Linked DNA regions of Mus musculus: regions 2 and 3 are each linked to region 1. Evidence: chromatin contacts called from public HiChIP or PLAC-seq data. All regions are on one chromosome and are shown on one strand. Each heading gives the region's core, a stretch centred on a gene start, on an enhancer-like site or on the middle of the called end of the contact. The rest is flanking DNA. Distances are from core to core; before and after follow the strand shown.

Evidence for each region. HiChIP or PLAC-seq counts read pairs in DNA pulled down with a chosen protein or histone mark.
Region 2: a contact with region 1 is called in an H3K27ac HiChIP or PLAC-seq map of extraembryonic endoderm stem cells. The contact joins two enhancer-like sites. A contact is called at or near these places in 2 of 39 promoter capture datasets (liver and neural stem cells), 18 of 484 Hi-C or Micro-C datasets (the Ba/F3 cell line, bone marrow-derived macrophages, cardiomyocytes and 12 more), 34 of 115 datasets of contacts at active chromatin or transcription factors (the HPC-7 cell line, astrocytes, bone marrow-derived macrophages and 21 more) and 4 of 9 other capture datasets (adipose tissue, bone marrow-derived macrophages, liver and 1 more).
Region 3: an H3K27ac HiChIP or PLAC-seq map of embryonic stem cells shows a contact between it and region 1, with 7 read pairs. The contact joins two enhancer-like sites. A contact is called at or near these places in 4 of 115 datasets of contacts at active chromatin or transcription factors (embryonic stem cells, epiblast stem cells and intestinal villus epithelium) and 3 of 9 other capture datasets (adipose tissue, liver and pancreatic islet).

What each region holds. Positions count from the first base shown.
Region 1 is chr16:33,842,672-33,846,415 of GRCm38.p6, reverse strand. Itgb5 (integrin beta 5) reads right to left here. Exons shown (of 15, transcript NM_001145884.1): 2 at 1,345-1,430. Among named protein-coding and RNA genes, the nearest start is that of Itgb5, 15 kb to the right of the region's middle. Within about 2 kb of position 2,140, at least 18 of the 459 cell types and tissues checked have an H3K27ac peak or open chromatin away from gene starts, as enhancers often do. A contact at or near this core is called in embryonic stem cells and extraembryonic endoderm stem cells, where this site is marked.
Region 2 is chr16:33,946,387-33,950,130 of GRCm38.p6, reverse strand. Itgb5 (integrin beta 5) reads right to left here. Exons shown (of 15, transcript NM_001145884.1): 13 at 3,521-3,640; 14 at 2,250-2,416; 15 at 793-1,474. The coding sequence ends at 1,379. Among named protein-coding and RNA genes, the nearest start is that of Umps, 19 kb to the left of the region's middle. Within about 2 kb of position 2,085, at least 12 of the 459 cell types and tissues checked have an H3K27ac peak or open chromatin away from gene starts, as enhancers often do. A contact at or near this core is called in extraembryonic endoderm stem cells, where this site is marked.
Region 3 is chr16:33,759,101-33,762,844 of GRCm38.p6, reverse strand. Heg1 (heart development protein with EGF-like domains 1) reads right to left here. Exons shown (of 15, transcript NM_175256.5): 13 at 2,000-2,087. Among named protein-coding and RNA genes, the nearest start is that of Muc13, 34 kb to the left of the region's middle. Within about 2 kb of position 2,019, at least 36 of the 459 cell types and tissues checked have an H3K27ac peak or open chromatin away from gene starts, as enhancers often do. A contact at or near this core is called in embryonic stem cells, where this site is marked.

The DNA of each region.
Region 1 (3,744 bases), core at 891-3,390:
GAATAAATCTACATACATACACATAAGTAAATAAATAAATAAGGGCCGTGCATGGTAGCACATGCTTTTAATTCCAGCACTTGGCTCTGTGAGTGTCAGGTCAGCCTAGTCTAGAGAGTTCCAGAATAGCCAGAGCTATACAATGAGTTCCTGTCTAATTAAAAGTTTAAAAAGAAGCCCGACATTGGTACCCCCACACACACATACACACATACACAGAGGCATGCAGGTCTCTGTGAGTTTGAGGCCAACCTGGTCTACAGAGCAAGTTCCAGGATAGCCAAAGCTAAATAGAGAAACCCTGTCTGGAAAAAAAGGAAAAAAAAAAAAGAGAGAGATAGACAGACAGACAGACAGACAGAAGAACATAAGGAAGAAAACCTGTTAAAGAGACTCCCCAGCTTTACAGTAGAACCTGCTGATGCTCTCACCAATGTTAGCAGCAGATATATGTCTGACTTCCTTTTGTTCTGTAACTACAAAACTTCCTTTAACTTATCCAGGGTAGAACATACTGGAATCCTTGTTCCCAGGCCACAGGGACTCAGAATAAACTTTTTTTTTTCTTAAACTTCCTTTAAAGGAAGAGCCATTATTTTCCTTTATGGTATTTACAGACACCACCAGCCCAAGCCTACTTTGAATTGTTACACAAGAAACTCACTTCACAAGCTCCTGTCTTCCTCAGAATGCTTAGCCAAAGATCAGGAGACTATAGCTGAGTCCTATCTGGTTCTCACACAAAAGAGAACAGAGTCTGGTTTCTCCAAATAGGATTAACACTCAACACTACAAAGAGACCAGAACGTATAGCCTGGGAGTGCAGCTCAGTGTAGATCAAGGCCCCCGGAATCAATCCCTAACCCTGTGAGCAACTCAGTCAAAAGAGGACAAAACGTCCCGCAGGGTTAAAGCGCTTGCCTAACGTGCATAACACCTTAGGTTCAATCCTCAGTACCACGCACAAACAAAACAAGGAAAGAACCCAGAAAAGAAACCCTTGAGGCTGGCCTAGCAGCACAGGTGCTGGAAATACAGGCGCAGGAGGAGTGTAAATTCAAGACTTGCCTAGGCTAGAGAGCAAATTCAAAGCCAGCCCAGACAACTTAGTAAGACTGTCTCATATTTTAAAAACAAAAAAAACAACAACAACAAAACGAAAAACCTGGAGAGGTAAGGTGATGGGCTAAAGAGGTGATTATTCAGTACAACCTCGTACGCAAACATCTAGAACAAGTCAGAGCCGGGTGAATGAGCCAGCACCTGATCAGCCTCTGATGGAAAGTTCTGTGGCTCTTGTCCCACCCACTCTGCCCCTCCCCTCTCCCACCCCAGTACACATACCTCTTTGGAGCACCAGGCACATTTTGGGTGGATCAACAGGCATTCTTCACACGAGGTGGCACTTCCACTAGTGCATATGTTGAGCCCTTCAAAGCAAGATGAAAATCCATCAGTCAGTTTCTAGCTATAAACATCATTGGCAGGGAAGGAGGGATGAGGGCTCAGCCAAAGCGCTTGCTGCTCTCTCAGAGAACCAGAGCCTGGTTCCCAGCACTCCTATCAGGCAGCCCACGACCACCTGCAACCAGCTCCAAGGAACAGGATGCCTTCCCCTGACCTTCCTAATAATAATAATAAATAATAATAAATTAAATTTAAAAGCATGACTAATGAAGTAAGTCTCAGAGTGCCCCGGTGAGGACCAGCATGGGAGTCACTCCCTTAACAGGTCTGAGGCTATAAAGAACCCCAGTGCTAACTTCAGGTTTTGCTGGGGCTAAGGCAGTCTCTGAAGTCTCGGCTAACCATGTGCATTAGTTAGCAACTCCTGCTCCTGCTGGGTCAACGAGGCTTCTCTTTTCCCTTTTAGTAAGCAAATGCTCCCCTTTATGATGGAAAAGGTCTTCTTACACTCAGAGAACCCAAAAATAGGGTGGTGGTAAAAAAAGAGATCAGTTTCATTTAGATGTTAAAAGAGAAAAAAGAAAAAAGAAAGAAATCCCAAATCCAATTACTCTGGATATTAACTCATCAAAATCTACAGTTATTTAAAGAAGGCCAGCAGGCGCACACCCTTAGTGGAGAAACAAGAGACTGGTAAGATAAAGGGAGCCATTGATTCAGCAAATCTACTAGCAGGCCAAGGAGGGAAAACCTGTCAGTGTCCAATAGGTAACAAAGAAAGCACTGGGCGTAGTCACTCGGAGGAGGCAGGAGAATCAGGAGCTAGACCAGCCCTGAGCTACACAGGGATTTATTTCCAGACTGGCTAAGCTATGTAGGGAGACTTTTCCCAAAACTCGGTGTGGTGGTGCCTTTATCCCTGCACTCTAGAGGCAGGCAGGTCTCTGTGAGTTCCCTGTTAGCCAGGGCTACATAGTGAGACCTTATCAACGGAGGGAGGGAGGGAGGGAGGGAGAAAGGAAGGTAGGAAGGAAGGTAGGAAGGAAGGAAGGAAGGAAGGAAGGAAGGAAGGAAGGAAGGAATTGAGGAAGGAATTGAGGAAGGAAGGAAGGAAAAGGGTAGGAAAGGGAAGGGACAGTTATTCAGGGGCTGTGAGGATGACTCAGAAGGAAGAGGAAGCAGGAGTTCAAATCCCTAAAAAGCCTGGCCAGGCCACACACAGCTGTAACCCCAACACTGTTGGGGAAGCAGAGACAAGAAAATGGCTGGGGCTTGCTGACTACCAGCCTACCTCAGCTTCTGTGAGGGGCCATGCCTCAAAGGAGTTTGTTTTTGAGACAGGGTTTCGCTGTGTAGCTTGGTTGTCCTGGAACTCACTCCGTAGCCCAGGCTGACCTCTAACTCACAGAGATCCGCCTGCCTCTGCCTCCAGAGAGCTGGGATTAAAGGAGTGAGCCACCACCACCCTGCAACAAATGACTTTTAAAAATTAATTCTTGGGATATATAGCCCTGGTTCACTCCAAATAAGGTGTATGCATGCAAGCCCACCCCAAATAAAGGAATACTCACAAACTTTAAAATTAATTCATTAATTCATTCATTCATGGGCTGGAGAGATGGCTCAGGGGTTAAGAACACTGAATTTCTTCCTGAGGTCCTCAGTTCAATTCTCAGCAACCACATAGTGGCTCACAACCATCTGTAATGGGATCCTATGCCCTCTTCTGGTGTGTCTGAAGACAGTTACAGTGTATTCATATACATAAAATAAATAAAATCTTTTTTAAAAAAATTAGGGCTGGAGAGATGGCTCAGCGTTAAGAGCACTGACTGCTCTTCCTGAGGTCCCCAGTTTAATTCCCAGCAACCACGTGGTGGCTCACAACCATCCATAGTGAGATCTGACGCCCTCTTCTGGGGTGTCTGAAGACAGCTACAGTGTACTTACATATAATAATAAATCTTTTAAAAAACAAAGCCAAAAAACTTTTAAAAATAAATAAAATAAAATAATTCAACACACATTTTTGATCATTAAAAAAAATATATATCAGAGCACTTGGGAGGCAGAGGCAGGCGGATCTCTGAGTTTGAGGCCAGCCTGGTCTACAAAGTGAGTTCCAGGACAGCCAGGGTTAAACAGAGAAACCCTGTCTCGGAAAACAAAACAAAAAATCCGAAGCTAGTATTAGAAGGAAACTTCAAAGCCAGATGAGCCCCCACTGAGCTGGGGGAGAGGTCTTAGTGTGGAAATGAGATGAAATCTAAGGCTCTCTCTCCTTCCTCCTCACCTGCGCCAACAGCACAGGTGTCCTTGGTAACCTGCCCATGCCCA
Region 2 (3,744 bases), core at 836-3,335, 100 kb before region 1:
CTCTGGGCCTGGGTAGGATGTAAGGGCTCGATGAAGGAAGGTGTTGGTCAGTGTCTTAGAGTCTATATTCCTGTACAAACATCGTGACCAAGAAGCAATTTGGGGAGAAAAGGGTTTATTCAGTTTATACTCCCACATTACTATTCATCACCAAAGGAAGTCAGAATAGGAACTCGCACAGGGCAGGAACTTGGAGGCAGGAGCTGATGCAGAGGTCATGGAGGGATGCTGCTTACTGCACTACTTCCCCTGGCTTGCTCAGCTTGCTTTCTTATAAAACCCAGGACTACCAACCCAGGGATGGTCCCACCCACAATGGGCCCTCTGCCCTTGATCACTAATTAAGAAAATGCCTTACAGCTGGATCTCACGGAGGCATTTCCTCAAGGGAGGCTTCTTTGTGATAGCTCCAGCTCATGTCAAGTTGACACACAAAACCAGCCAGTACACACAGCATAAGAAACACTTCGTGTGGAAGCCACGCCCCTCCACTCACTGGCATCTGCACCATCTATTCCTGCCTAGCTTTACTAATGCAGAACATAGGTGGGAAACACGTGTGGTCTGGACAGTGTCTATCTAGAACTCTAAGCAAAACCAGGGAGGCCCAATGGTACCTGCTCAGCACCGTAATTACCCACGCACATCAGGGAGCCCAGCTCCAGAGTATTGGTCTGGTTCAAGTCCTGTCCCTGATAAAGTGTATGGACATGCCAGTCTCTACTGGGGCTACTCAAGACCGCTCAGAAAAGGAGGCGCATGCCCGAATGTACAAAGCCAACACAAAGTTGCTTGGTTTCCATCCTTACTTTTTCATTCCCAGTCTTTCCTTTTCATTACAAAAGCACTAAACAAACACAGACCGGAGGGCAAAACCTAACATTTGCAAGGCATGTACTTTCAACAGGCAACTCCCCAATTCTACCAACACCCACAGATGCCAGGCAGACAGCCCTCAGGGAACCAGTAATCAGATCTACACCATAAATGCGTGACCTTTTTATTTCATAGAAAAAAAAACGATCAACTGGAAAAAGCCAGGCTGCGCGCTAGCTTTGTACACACAGACTCTTCCGGATACCTTCTTGTCTGGCCCAGCAGGGAAGAGGGCAGCCAGGCCTTCAGAGGTTCATGGAGACAGCAAGCTGGAGGCGGCAGAGGGGAAGCTGAGAACACCAGAGTCTCCTTGCTTTCCCTGGCTTGGAGGGAAGTGGCCCCAAGTGCCTGTGGCCCGCTGTGTGGCTACCAGGTCCCTTAGGGCTCAATGGAGGGCATCTCCATTATCCGTGCGTGCCTAGCTAGCGTGAGCAAATGGTCCAGGAAGTCCAAGGCACGCCAGAGTCTTCATCCTTAGTCCCCCTCCAGCCATCCAGGAGCCTCAGTCCACTGAGCCATTGTAGGATTTGTTGAACTTGTTGAAGGCGAAATCGACAGTGTGTGTGGAGATGGGCTTTCTGTACAGGGGGTTTGAGGCCTGCGAGCACAAGAGAGGAGAGCACACGTGTTAGTTCAGCCTCAGGCCCGTCCAGCACCTGCAGGGATGCCTGCTTCTGACTTGTTCTGTGCTCTGGGGGAATCCCTTTCCTTCTCTGAGCTCTTACTTTTCATCTGTGGAATACAGGGCTTAGGCAGAAAGCCCCAGAAGTCCCCTGGAACCTGAACAGACAGACTCTTAACTCTGGGGAGTCAGGGGTACTTCCCCTGAGCTCTGTTCTGAGCCTGCGTGTGCCCGGGGCAGAGGGCTTGCTCATGTGACCATCCAACCAGGCCTGAGAGCTCGAGCTTTTTTCTTGGGTTCCGTCTCTGTGTCTGTCCAACTCCCCACTGAGCCTGCCTCTGGCGCTTCACCCTCAGCAGTCCCAACATGCACCAGGATCTGCACGCCCCTCGAGTCTTCCAGGTGTGTAATTCTCCTATTCAGTACTGAAGGTGTTGACTCTTCATTGTTGGTAGGTCGGTTTGTTTGCTCTGTGATACTGAGGATTGAGCCCAGAGCCCTGCGCATGCTAGGCAAGCACACTACCACTGAACTACACTCAAAATTTGGTCATTTATTTCCAGACAAGGGCTTGGTAAGTAACCCAGGCTAAGCTTTGAACTTCAAACTCCTGTCTCAGCCTCCAAAGCAGCTGGGATTATAGGTGAATACTACCACACCTAGCTCTTTTTTTTGTTTGTTTGATTGATTGTTTTTAGCCTTTGACCCTGGCTCTAAGCCAGCAACCTCTTTTTTAACCACCCCCTCTTACCATTTCATAACGGGCCCTGGAGCGCTCACTTTGGAACTTGGCAAACTCTCGGCGGTCGTGGATGGTGACGAGCAGCTTCCAGATGGCCAGGAGTGCCATCCCAATCAGGAGGATGCTGCCAACCACAGCCAGCAGGATGGTCATGGCATTGGGGGCACTTCCACATTCTGGAAGGGACCAGGAGACGGGTGGGCAGAGCCGTTAGCATCCTGGTTATGTCCGAGGTGAAAAGTTGCTCCCTCCCTTCTGTCCATTCCCCCTTCATGTTGCCTCAGTGAGACTGAAAGCTGAGCTAGGTCTCCCCAAGGAACAGACAGAGTCAGAGAATTCAGTCACTGTTTCAAGGTCACACAGCCAAGCCGTGACAGAAATGAGGCCCCTGATCAATGGCTATACCTCTATTGGGCTGTGTCCCAGAGGCTCAAGCCTAGCCCACCTCCAGGGCAGGAGGCTTCAGGAACAAACCAGGCAGGCAGGAGGTAGCATGCACCATTTCCGAAAGGCCTGGTCTGAGGTCAAGCATTTCTGAGCCCTTAGCAAAGAGCGCTAAGGAGTAAATGTGCTTATTTCTAAGCAAAGATAGGGCTTGAAAGCAAGGCCTCAAAGCCACAGGCAAGCGCCCTGGGTTGATGCTACACTTCCTGTCTCTGGCCTAGGAAGGCATTACAGTGTTTGGGGCATTGGGCTCAACTTGCAAATTGGGCTCTGCGACCTGGACTCTACAAACCTTTTTCTACTCCCTCCTCCAATCCAAAAACTGAAATGGCTGGAGTCCCAGTCACTTTGAGGCCCAGGCGTTAGTCCTGGTGCCCAGAACAAACACAAGATAGAATTGTTGGTACTGAGCAGGCGGCAGGGAGGAAAGCTAGGCCCAGAGCTCCATCTGCCCTTGGAATCTCCACTGGGGAAAATAGCAGCAGTCAGACGGACTGGATAATCCTCAACTTAACGGACCCCCTAGCTGCCCTGGTGGAGCAGCTGCCTTGCACCTTGCAAAACCCTTTAACTCAGTACTCGAGGTTTCCTCCACAGTAAGCCCCCACAGCATCGTTCCCAAAGCCCCACTGCCCCAGCCTCAGCGCTCTGCTAGTGTGCTCCACACACGTACTTTGAGATGGAGTCTCAAGTAGCCCAGACTGGCCTTTAAATGGCTTGAATCTCTCATCTCCCCGTCTTTACCTTCCAGAGTGCTGGGTTCACAGGCTTGCACCACCACAAAGGGACTGGCACAAGAAACAGGGCCGAGGATGGTCCCTCAGACTCTCACGTACCTGGCTCCCGGAGGACCGTCAAGTTGGACCTCCCATTGGGCAGTTCTGTGTAGCTGAACATCATAACGCAGTCCTTAGCAGTTTTGTAGAAGCAAAGCACAGCCTCCTGGTCATCTTTGACTAGGAGAGAAGCAAGCAGAGACACCCTAAGCATCTCTCTGGGTAGCACTAGAACCACTCATGGATGGGGTTGGAAGCCAAGCCCCGCAGGAAAAGATGGGAGA
Region 3 (3,744 bases), core at 770-3,269, 83 kb after region 1:
TTTCAGGAGCTCAGAAACTGTGAGGTTTTATGGCTTAGCTATGGTTAAGACAACGGTCTTAAACCCTAAGACAACCAAGGATCAGAAACAATTATGTTTCTTTGAGGCTTTGAAGGCTGTTGTTCCTTCTTCAGCACTTTAAGTCCCTGGGAAAAGCACAGAAACGACTCTGCCTTCAGTGCTGGCTTCCTCCAGGCTCAGAGCAGGCTGCCACCGCTTCCCATTCACTAACCAAGAGTCCAGGTTCCCTCCTAAAACGACTACACGGCTGTGGTAGAGAATGTTGCCAATGCAAGGCCCATGTGCCCCAGCTGCCAGGCTCTGTTTCTCTGGGTAACTGCCCTCAACGGGGTCACGTTTACCTTTAATGGTAATCTACGAAGGGATACTTAAAGGCAGTTGATTATTCTCGGCGGCCTTTCTGGAGGCCGAGGATGCCTTAAAATGTCTCTTTAACACTGGCACACACACAAAAAAGATAACTAGCGATTTTGGAAAGGTCCCTCCAGCTGTCACGTACAAATAATTCTTTCCTTTTGGTATCATCTAAATCAATGACTGTAATGTTCCTTTACTTGAACAGATAATTGAGACAAGGGGGAATTCCTTCTTTCTTTCCCTTCCTTCCTCATGGAAACTCTATTGCAGGAAGCCTGGAGCTGAGGTTCATCCAAAAAAGGTCCTACTTTTTTACTGCTAAAATAGTTCAGGTAGTTCCTTTCCTTCCTCTGTCTGCTTCTCTCTGTACACACACAGCTCTGAGACGACTGACGAAACCATACAATGTACTCATAAAATTTTTTTTAAAACATATTCACAGTGGTGTGACCATTGTCACCTCCAGAAGTCTCAGACCCCTTATCAATCAACCCCAGTTGCCCAACTTCTCCACCCTGACCTCTGCCCTAGATTCCCACTGGCCTACTTTCTGTCTCAATTAGATGCAGAGACTCTTATAACTCCTATTCCTATCGCACTTCAGATGATCTTTTGAGATGCCTCGTTTCCCTGAGAACAAGGGTTTGAAGGTTCACATGTGTCAGTCGGTGGCTGACAGAATGTGGCTCTGTCACATCTGGGTTTTGTACCCGTAGGCGCTAGGACTGCTCCCCTCCCCACCCCCTTTTGACTCTCAGGAATAGGACTGTTGTGAATACCCAGGTCCAAGTTCTTGTGTAGATGACTCATAAGCATCTCCTGGGACTGGGAGTCCTGGGTTTACCAGACATTCAAAGCTGCTTTTCTTTCTTCTATCCCTGCCAGCCATGTGTGCCTAAGGACTCCAATTCTGCCACATTCTCATCAACATTCCTTATTTTCTGTTATTTATTTATTTAAAGACACTTCTTGCTGCGTAGTCCTGGCTGTCCGGGAACCTGGAACCCACTATGTAGACTAGGTTGACCTAGGAGATCCAACTGTCTCTGCTTCCTGAGTGCTGGGATTAAAAATGTGTGTGAACAAGTTTGGTTGTATTTTAAAAAAACAAAACAAAACAAAACAAAACAGCTGCCTGTATTCCTGGCCGGCTTTGCACTTGCTTTATAGCTAAGGATGATTTTGAATTCTTGATTCTTCTTGCCTTTCCATCCCGGGCTGGGATCATAAGGAGGACAACACTTTGTTCTTTAGTTCTGCATGGCTGCGGAGCATGCGCAGGGACGACACTTTGCTTTGTTCTTTGGTTCTGCATGGCCGCGGAGCATGCGCAGGGCTTCACGCACGCTAGGCAAGCGCTCTACTAACTGAGCCATGTCCTCAGCTCCAGAGTTTGTTTTTGATTTTGATAAAGTCCTTTTTATTTTGTTGCTTTGGAGACAGGGTCTTACTATGTAGTCCAGGCTTGCCTAGAACCTGCTATAAACCCAGGCTGTCCTCAGAGTCATCTTCCTTCTGCCTCAGTCTCCCAAGTGCTAGTTTACCCAAGGTTCAGAATCCACCTTCGCATAGTAGCACAGGTCCTGAAAGGGGGATCTAAATGAGAGGTCTCACCACTCACCTGCAACAGGTAACAATGAGTGCCACGCCCAGGATGAGCAAGAGGCCACCTCCTGCGGCTGCGATCACCACAGTGATGAGCTGATAGGCTAAACACAGAAGACAAAGGAAAAAAAAACAAACAGGGCTGATTGGCAGGAGGTCCTCAGTCCTAAGTAAGCCTCCACCCACCCCACCTCCGCAGCATGGCCCTAGCTGCTCTCTCCCACTGCCTGCTCTCTGGCCCAGAGATCCTCCAAGGCTAGAGTTCTGCTTTCTTTGCAGTGAGAGGATTCCCTCTTTCAGCTCCAAATTTCTTTCTCTAGAGCAATCCTAATGACGTCACTAAACCAGAAAAGAGACAGGCAACCATCAAGTTTCCCCAAACTGTTCTGAAAGACTTTACTCTTATTCCCCCTCTCACTTGGGTGCTTGCTTTTTATCACGTGAAAATTATACATCTGGAAATTTAACTTTTTATCTTGATGGTAATTAGTGAAGATAAAGATTTGTGCTTCACCCTGGAGGCAGAGGCAGCCTGATCTGCATGGTGAGTTCCAGCCAAGCCAGGGCAACAGTGAGACCCTGCTTCAACAAAACAAAACAAAACACCAGATGTTTGATTCAGTTTTAGAGTCTTACTTGGTAAAACAGAACAGAGACAGGTTAAACTCTTCAATTTCAAAAGAAATGTTACGTCTGCTAAGTCCAGAGTCTGGGTTCACTGTGTAAAGCATGCCAGAGACACAGGAGGCTCCTTATACATTGATTTAATTACCAGAAATTAGCACTGATAGAAGCATATATTATATATAATAATGCTAACATATCTAATTAGTTGGGTTTTATATCTGTATATTGTAGCAAAATTTATGATAGATTATATTAAATTTTCTATTTTTGTATGGATATAAAATTAAAATTGGTTTCTCAGGTTACAAGATCTAGTTTGAAAGACCAATAACTAGATTTTTTTCTTTTTAAAAAAAATACACATTTTATATTTCATTACCAATGTTTTATTCAACTATTTGTCTGTGACCAAAGAGACCAGGTAAGGACATCAGGATCCGCTGGGACAGTTACAGAGGGTTGTGAGCCATCACGTAGATTCTGGGAGTGGAACCCAGATCCTCTGTAAGAGCAGACCTGTGCTCTTTCCCACTGAGCCATCTCTCTAGCCCCAAACGACCAGACTCTTTTTTTTTTTTTTTTTTTTTTTTGAGACAGGGTTTCTCTGTATAGCCCTGGCTGTCCTGGAACTCACTTTGTAGACCATGCTGGCCTCGAACTCAGAAATCCGCCTGCCTCTGCCTCCCGAGTGCTGGGATTAAAGGAGTGCACCACCACGCCCGGCATAACCAGACTCTTTAAAGTGTTCTAAGACTGATCCATGATCTGCAGGCATGGTTATAAAGTCAAGGCCATGGCACAGCTCTCCTGCTCTTGTCCTGTCTGGATGAACTCATAGATCAGGGGCTATGAGTAGAACATGCAGACGATAAGCTATGCACCCCTTATCTATCCTTTTATTTAAACAAGCCACAAAGAGGCCAGATTATTATGAAAAAGATTAGTTCTGCAATATAGAGGGAACAAGGTCAAATCATGGGATGTGTCCCTCTTCTTCCTTGACTCTGATATATGCGTCCAGATATCCTTCGTATGTGTCAACTCCTGCTGTATTATAACTTTTACATAATTATCTTCAATTTCATATATTAGTGTGTGTGCACACGTGTGCACACGTGAGTGAAAAGACAAGCC